Linked DNA regions of Mus musculus: regions 1 and 3 are each linked to region 2. The links are chromatin contacts, called in public Hi-C and promoter capture Hi-C maps. All regions are on one chromosome and are shown on one strand. Each heading gives the region's core, a stretch centred on a gene start, on an enhancer-like site or on the middle of the called end of the contact. The rest is flanking DNA. Distances are from core to core; before and after follow the strand shown. Region 1 overlaps Gm31430 (a long non-coding RNA gene). Region 2 holds the start of Rtp4 (receptor transporter protein 4). Region 3 has its middle 21 kb from the start of Rtp1.

The links. Promoter capture Hi-C pulls out the DNA fragments that hold promoters and counts their contacts. Hi-C and Micro-C count contacts between places; a contact is called where the count stands out from the background.
Region 1: a contact with region 2 is called in a promoter capture Hi-C map of the HPC-7 cell line. The contact joins the enhancer-like site here to the promoter of Rtp4 in region 2. A contact is called at or near these places in 3 of 39 promoter capture datasets (the HPC-7 cell line and cranial neural crest), 1 of 484 Hi-C or Micro-C datasets (the N1E-115 cell line), 3 of 115 datasets of contacts at active chromatin or transcription factors (the SCID.adh cell line, T-cell acute lymphoblastic leukemia and forebrain) and 1 of 9 other capture datasets (liver).
Region 3: a Hi-C map of beige adipocytes shows a contact between it and region 2, with 2.3 times the contacts expected there. The contact joins the enhancer-like site here to the promoter of Rtp4 in region 2. A contact is called at or near these places in 6 of 39 promoter capture datasets (the 3T3-L1 cell line, cranial neural crest, embryonic stem cells and 3 more), 10 of 484 Hi-C or Micro-C datasets (B cells, Sertoli cells, adipose-derived mesenchymal stem cells and 7 more), 1 of 115 datasets of contacts at active chromatin or transcription factors (the SCID.adh cell line) and 3 of 9 other capture datasets (adipose tissue, liver and pancreatic islet).

The regions. Positions count from the first base shown.
Region 1 is chr16:23,837,400-23,840,099 of GRCm38.p6, forward strand. The region is part of intron 1 of Gm31430 (a long non-coding RNA gene); the gene reads right to left. Among named protein-coding and RNA genes, the nearest start is that of Gm31430, 8.1 kb to the right of the region's middle. Within about 2 kb of position 1,417, at least 29 of the 459 cell types and tissues checked have an H3K27ac peak or open chromatin away from gene starts, as enhancers often do. A contact at or near this core is called in the HPC-7 cell line, the N1E-115 cell line and the SCID.adh cell line, where this site is marked.
Region 2 is chr16:23,608,545-23,611,244 of GRCm38.p6, forward strand. Rtp4 (receptor transporter protein 4) reads left to right here and starts at 1,375. Exons shown (of 2, transcript NM_023386.5): 1 at 1,375-1,605. The coding sequence starts at 1,445.
Region 3 is chr16:23,448,858-23,451,557 of GRCm38.p6, forward strand. No RefSeq gene overlaps it. Among named protein-coding and RNA genes, the nearest start is that of Rtp1, 21 kb to the left of the region's middle. Within about 2 kb of position 1,309, at least 26 of the 459 cell types and tissues checked have an H3K27ac peak or open chromatin away from gene starts, as enhancers often do. A contact at or near this core is called in beige adipocytes, embryonic fibroblasts and muscle stem cells, where this site is marked.

The sequences.
Region 1 (2,700 bases), core at 167-2,666, 230 kb after region 2:
TCACTTGCCATGTGTAAAAATTGAAATTATGGGATGCTAACTTTCCCAGAGAAGCTCACCCAACCATGCTTGCACCTCCTCTGCAGGGTCTTACACTCTCCTTGTTGGTACATCTGCACTTGCTGACAGCTACAGGCTCCTTAGGGTTCTCACAAACACCAGAGACTTATACCTAGGTCTGTTCGATTGCAATGACCCCGGATAACAAGAACTAAGCCCCTGGGGCAGCTGGGCCCCAGTGCAAGGAGAAGGCCATGTAGTAGGTTCCGGTATCACAGGCAGAAGGAATGGCAGTGAAAATACAATGTTTACAGTCTTGGATTCATTTGCTTTACTCCTACTTTTTTTCCCCCTGATGAAACTGTCCCCCAAGGAGCTCTTTAAAGGATTTCTGTCAACTCCTTTCTGCAGTATAGAGTAATTGTCTGTCATCAGGAGCCTAGGAATAGTCAAGATTGCAAAGTCCTCGCTGTGCTCTTGGTAAAATCATTACTCACCAGCTAATGTTTAGAACTCAAAATGCTCCCCATAAGTGCCATTAAACACAAATATTTATCAGTGTCGCACTCGGATGTTGAGCTGGAGGAGGCTGGGTGTTTGTGGGTGTGCATGCATGTGCGAGTGTGTGCATAATTAGATTTGGGTTCTTCAGTGAGTACAATGTGTCTCACCAAAGCCTTTACATACCCACCTACAGACAAATAGGTGCTCTCCCTTACTTGAGAAAAATGTTCAAAATTAGTGTCCAAATTCCTTTTCTCAGCATCATGAGAAGTTCTGTCTGTTATAAAATGAGGTTGATTTCTTTGCACTGGGTTTGTGTGGTTAAGCTAGTCCTTCAGCAAGCCTTGTGGGAAAGCAAGGGCAACATGGTTCTGGGCAGCAATTGCTGATGGTTGTGTCACTATAGCCTGCAGGAAACCAGGCTGTCACTGTCTGTGGTTTAACCCACACGCTGCTGCTAGTGTTAGCATCTCAAACAGGTCTTACTCAGCTCAAGCTGTCTAGAAGTTGAGTTGGAGATTCAGGCTCTTGTCTCGGTGAGTTGTTACTTGTACTTTGCTTGGGATAAAGAAAGAAAGAGAAACAGAAGAAAGGTAGGGGAAAGGCTTAGCCTGATATAGTCCTGTCGGAGCACCAATCACACAGTTTGCTCAACCCAGGCAAGGAATTAGCTCTTTGTACTCTGAGGCCAACCTGTCAGTGGCTGAGGAAGGCTCTCATTCTAGCCTAGAGCAGCTGGAGTCAGCATGCCCACCGGGGTGAATGTCGTACAGTGAAACCATCTGCATTCCTGTCAAAACCTCACATTACTGGAATTCGAGTTCTAAAGACCTATGTTATCTCGATGTAAGCTGAACACAGAGCAGCAGAATCGAGGGACATCTGGCTGCATACGACCAGTGGCTTCTATGCCATGCAGCCTGCCCTCCTCGGGGCCCTGTCCAGCCGTCAGCCTTGGGCTCTTCCTACCTCTTATTACAGAGCTCAAGATTTGTTGGTGCAGGAGATTGAGTCATTTCCCAGAGTCATGGGGGAGGGGTGTTCTTTCACCTTCTGTTTCATGTCACCTTTGATTAACAGAAAGAACAGCACAGAAAACTGAAGCCTGTGCCATCCCATCCATCACTTAGCAGCATTTTTGTCTGGACGGTACTGTGAAGGTTTATAAATCTCCTGCCTTTCTCTGAAATCTCCCAAGCCTGGCCTGAAGAACCCATCCTAATCTCCTAGCTGGGAATGCCCTTTGCTTGGTTGTCTGTCCTTCTCTTCATGTCCACATTCCAGTCCTGGCTTGGGTGCTGCCTCCACCTCCCTCATAGCCTTCAGACTTCTCCTGTCTGTCTTTATTCTGTTGTGCAGAATAGTGTGCAGGTAGGCACACGTCTCTGTCAGCAGACTGAGAGCTTCCAGCAGACAGTGTCCTCCACAGCTCTCAGCAGCTCACTGGCTTCAAAGCTTATTCCATGCAGGTGCTGAGATTTCTGGAGCCTAGGACTCAGAGACAGCACTCACACACACAGCAAGACTTTCACAGTGAATTCACTTCAAAGGACTTTTATGCTAACTAACAGCAGAATCGAATCCGCAGCAAATGCCCAAACCTTGTAGCTCACAGGACAACCAAATCCATGTAGCTTTTACATGATTATGTGAGCTGATGTAACATCTCCCATGGATTTTAATTTCCATTTTAAAAATAAGGTGACACTATTTCTAGGGTTACACAAGCCTGTATTCAAGATCACGTGGCTAGTAAGTGGTATGTTCAGGACCTCAGAGCTGGAAGCTGGGCTTTAACTCCATTCTTTTAAGCACTGGGCAAACACAAGTCAGAGGAGATTACCATCCCTTGGGTACTCAGGGTACATCCAATTCTTTTTCTGTTTACTAAATTCTACCAACTCAAATATTTATTGTGCAGCAAAAACAGGAGATGACATTTTCTTAAAGCTCGTATCATGAAGCTAAGCTTAGGGTGTTTGCTGTAAACCTCATCACACGTGTAATAAAAGTCCATCTCATCAACTGATTGAGAAGGAAGCAAATAATCTAAGTACATGCCACAGTTTCTTGACATCACTGTGGGCATCATTTAAATTAGAGAAGTGATTCCTGATGGTAGCCTTTGGGGGAAAGGCTTTCAAAGGCAGCCATTATTCAGGAAGGTTTCTACATCGAGAAGGATGTGAATGGCTG
Region 2 (2,700 bases), core at 125-2,624:
TTTAGCCTGGTCTCTTAGACAGTTCCCCAGGCAGTAGGGGAATTCCTAGCGCAGGCTGCCAGGTCGAGGTTTTACTACTGTCTCCCTAGCTCTGGCACCCTGTGCCACCCCATAACAAGTGTCCTTGGCTTCTCTCCAGGCAGTGAGGTGGATGCAGACACAGCAGGTGTTGAAATCATAGAGACCCAGGTTCGAATTTGACCTCTGCTTACTTGCCTGTAACTTTGCTACAAGGTTTGCCAGCTCTTGATGTGTGGGCTCACTTGTAAGATACCAGAGTTAGAAAGAATTTCAGTGTGACAAGAAAAGAGACTAGGACTCACATTTTAGTGTCTGAACAAGGCAAACTTACTCCTGGTCAAGAGGGTTTTCTCAGGAGTGGGAACACACCAGGACAGGAAGCCTCCATGTGGTTGGAGATGGTGTCTTTCTTCCTATTGGTTGGGGTCTGACATCACAGTTTAAAGATTAGCTAGTGTAAACCAAAGAGGCTGGTCGGAGCGCCCCCCCCCCACATATGTAGGAGAGGGCTACCATGTCTGATTTCAGTGGGAGAGGATATATCTAATCCTGCAGAGACTTGATGCACCAAGGTGGGTGGGGGAAACAGAGGTTCCTTCTCAGAAGGGGAGGGAGAATGTGGGAGGAACTCTGGGACGGGAGGAAGACCGGGAGGGGGGCAGAATTTGGGATGTAATAAAATAAATAAATTAATTAATTAAAAAAAAAGGAATAGCTGGTGTGAAAAGAACCTTTGGGAAGGAAGAAAGGAAGTCAGAATGGGGTCAGCCACTTAACTCTCTTAAGGGTCCCAGAATGTAGCAGGGCCTTTGCATAAAAGGTTTTACTAGGTGGGAAGATGTTAATATATTTGCATCCAAGGTGCAGGAGATGAAAGGAGTTGAATTATTTGCTGCAAACACAAAAAAAATACAAGTTTTTCAGTGTCTCAAAGAAAATACTCATATTTATTTTGTTGTGCTGTTTTAACACCAGGAACATTTGCAGTGCGGATTTTTTTCAGGGTCACTAGGTGATTAGGAACACAACCTCTTACAGTTCTGAGATCTCCGGGCCACCAGCATCTACTGGGGCAGGCGCCTTTTCTCAGTCACTAAGCACTCCTTTATTTCAATCCCCACACTGGTGCGTTGTTTACAGTAAAAATTATAAGAAAACAAAATGAAAAGCTTCCCACACAGGAGCCGCTAGAATGCAAACCAGAACTCCGCAGTTTCAGCACGGCCCTTTAACACAGTGGCAGCGGCGATTTGCTGCCCTAAGGTTTCTGTGCACCTTGGAAACCGAAACTTAAAGACAGACCGGGAAATGGAAACTGAAAGAACCGGGAAACTGAAACTGTTCTTTGTTTCCTCTCTCCCAGATTTGAGGAAGACAGTGAGCTGCTGAGTAACCCGGGGCCTCAGCTTCCACACCTCTGAGAATGCTGTTCCCCGATGACTTCAGTACTTGGGAGCAGACATTTCAAGAACTGATGCAGGAGGAGAAGCCCGGGGCCAAGTGGAGCCTGCATTTGGATAAGAACATTGTACCAGATGGTGCAGCCCTGGGATGGAGGCAGCACCAGCAGACAGTGCTTGGCAGGTGAGTGGAGTCTGGGCAGCTGGTCCCCTTAAAGACCCCACTACGTGCAGAGGCTTAACTGTGCTGATGCAGCCTCTAATACTTGTTAGAAAGAACAGGTGTGGCTAACTAGATTTTCCCAGTCTTTTGTGATCACTAGGCTAAGATGGTTAGGGTCGCTTGTACTCCATGTCCCCATGCTGGTTTTCTTTCTTTCTTTCTTTCTTTCTTTCTTTCTTTCTTTCTTTCTTTCTTTCTTTCTTTCTTTCTTTCTTTCTTTCTTTCTTTCTTTCTTTCTTTCTTTCTTTCTTTCTTTCTTTCTCTCTATCTCTCTCTCTCTCTTTCTTTCCTTCCCCCTTCCCCCCCCCCTCTCTCTCTCTCTCTCTCTTTCTTTTTCTGAGACAGGTTTCTCTGTGTGGCCCTGCCTGTCCTGAAACTCACTCTGTGGACCAGGCTGTCGAACTCAGAGATCCACCAGCCTCTGCCTCCTGAGGACTGAGAGTAAAGGCGTGCTCCATCTTGTTTAACTTAAAAACTGCTTGCCCTGCCAGGTCTCCTTACAAAAGCATTTCAGGAGTCCTTGAAGAATGACTCCAAGTTCCTACAAAGTCTTCCCTCCTGCTCTCTGTTGCTGGATCCCCAGCCAAAAAAAGACGTGGCATTGTATCCAGCTGCTCAGCCCTCTTATCAAGAGAAAACATAATAAAACTCTTAAAATGGAAAAATGGATTTATCTACAATTTGGGGATGCCACTGTTCATAGTCTGTCTCTGCCTCCCATCTAACAGTGTTATAATTCATGGAAAGGATGAGACAAGATCTGCATGTTATCAGAAATGTTGGCATACTTGACTGTAATTGCAGATGATACCAGGGAAAGCAGGTTCCTTCTTTGGGTCCTTAATCTCCTCGCTAAAAGGATTTTAGAATGGGGACTCAGATGGAAGTTTGAGGGCAGTTTATTAGAGTTTAAAAGAAAAGCCCCAGAGTGGGCAATACCCTAGGATTTCAGTTTCTGTGGAGCTGTGTGGTGCTAGACAGCCACACAGCAGAGACAGGACGAGTAGAGAAGGCGGGTGTCATGGAGGAAAACATGCTTAGAGCAGAGGTTACGCT
Region 3 (2,700 bases), core at 59-2,558, 160 kb before region 2:
CCCATTCTAAACTGAGATTCGCTGTGCCTCTATTGGGAGCTACCCTGATTTCCTCTCTCAATATCTTGCTTACCTCGTGTTTGAAAATCATCTTAGAGGTGATAGGAGGTTTTTTATTTGTTTTTTCATTTGTTTGTTTGCTTGCTTTTTAAGTCATGCCTTTGTAGAATAGATTAACTTATAGCAAAAAGAAGGTACATATTCCAGAATGTTGACTATGCCAGGGTAGACAGACATTGAACATACAAACTCAAAACCAAACCCAAAACTTAAAACCCTTTCTAATCTGGATGTGGGTGGTATTTGAGAAATATAATTTATGTGCTGAGACATTGACTTTATGGTATCCTGATAATTTGCAGACAATGGTGATTTTTTTTTTGAAAAAATGAATCAATAGAACCAAAGACATGCTTTCGAATCTACAAGTCAACCTTCCCATCAGTTTTTCTCTTTTCATGGTACACTGATCCTAATCGAATAGAACAAATTTTTGAAACATGTAAACAACTTACCAGACCCATCAGTGCATGAAAAAGTCCACAAGCCAAACAGAGCTCTTTGACTCAATGCAGATGTTTATTGGAACGAATGTGTAGTTTCCCATAAGAATAACAACTTCTTTGACTAATGAATCCCAGGCATGATCATCACTGCTAATACCAGTGCTCGCAGTATAAAATCACAGCTTTCATTATACAAATTAATTTCTCGGGAGGTAGATTTCAGTTGCCTGGAAGACAGGCTTTTTTATGGGCAGCACATTTTAGAGTTGCTTAGGAACTGGCTGGATGTGAAGGTAGTGAGTCGGTTGGCATAAGGTTATGAATTTAGACAAGATAGACTCTATGGCTATACCTTCCTTCTGTGTCTCTAGTTTTAGGTGATCAGGCTTCTTGGACCATAATAGAAACTAGATTTCTGTCTTAGTGTTCTATTGCTGTGAAGAGACAGCTGTGACCACACAACTCTTACAAAAAAAAAAAAAAGCATTTAAATGGGGCTGGCTTACAGTTTCAGAGGTTTTGCCCATTTTTATCATGGCAAGAGCATGGTGGCATGCAGGCAAACATGGTGCTGGAGAATTGGCCAAAACTCCTACATCTTTATCCACAGGCAGCAGGAAGAGAGCCCCTGAGCCTGGTTTGGGCTTTTGAAAACCTCAAAGCCCACTTCCAGTGGCACATTTCCTCCACAAGGCCACTCCACTCCTGTACGGTGACATCTGATCTTTTCAAATATCAACACTCTCTAGTGACCAAGCATACAAATATGTGAGCCTGTGGGGGCCATTCTTACTCAAACCATGAGTAAGAATGGTTTGAGTACACATCATGTCACAGGCATTTATAGGACAAGGTTCAAGTTCCATGGTATATTTAGTTATTTTTCTCAAGATGAAGTCATAATTTGGAGGATAAATAGAATAAATTGTGCCCAGCCAGAAGTTGGTATCTGCATGGGAAACCTGAAGCTTTTAAAGCGCTGGTGTTCTGATAAGGATAAATACGCTATTTTAGTTCTGGATGAAGAATTTTGGAGAAAGGCCTGTTTAGATGTTGGTTCTCATGTTGAATGCTGGTTTTCTGGAAATATCATTACTATGGGAGGGGCTGGTGGTATCTGAGTGGATGCAGACTCCTGTTTTTTTAGAAGAGTTTCCTTGGCCTCACTTGCAGAAATGCTCACTTTCTGAAGGTCATCACCCTCTAGGCTGATTCTTGGCGTTCCCCTCCTTAAATTATGTACAAAATTGGGCTTTTTTTCTATCTCCATGCCTCTCTAAAATAGACTTGTCAGGGGTCATCCCCATATAGAAGTCACATGTGTGTCACAGTTCCACCAGGAATGTCTGGAAGCCATGACCCATATGTTTCTCACTGCAGCAGGCCACAGCAGCAGTCACTATGACCTGTATAACAGACTGCTCAGCAAGAGCTGTGGAGGGGCAGGCGCATTGCCTCCAAGCAGTTTCAAAACTGCATCAAAAGTCTTCATCAGGAACTAAAATAGAGTAGCAGCTTCCTTGAGAAGTATCTGATTGTTGGGTCCCGGCCATCTCTTCGAATAGTAGTCAAGCGTGTAGGAATAGAGTGACATGCTCAGAGGGGTAGTGGGGCAAAGTGTTGTCCCTGAGTGTGGAGCCTTGGGCTTAATACCCACAAGCCCTCATTCCTCACTGTCTACCTCACTTACCAGAGATTTTTATGGAAACTAGCAGCAGCAATACAGGTCGAGGGTCAAAGTCTTCTATGAAGAACAATTCTCATACACAGAAATTCAGGGTTGGGCTTCTGTTTGTTTAAAAATCTTGTCTTGGATAAGGTTTCTAAAAACTTATTCAAACACAGTGTTCTCAGTTTGGTGAGACAAAGCGACAGGAATCAGAGAAATGGCAACCTAAGCTCAGCTGGGATGCAGAGAGCGGGATGCGGAGAGCGAGAAGGAGAGAGTGAGTGTGTGTGTGTGTGAGAGAGAGAGAGAGAGAGAGAGAGAGAGAGAGAGAGAGAGAGAGAGGAGCCTGCCAGGGCCTGCCTTCTGCTGCCCATGCTTAGAGGCGAGAAGGGGGATGGGGCTCAGGAAAGCCACTCTATTTAGAGCAAGGGGAAGATCTTTGGCTGCACTTGAGTATGGTGGATCACTGTGGGAATTTTAGGGACAGCAGGAAAATTTTGTCTTTTGAACCTAATGAACATTTTT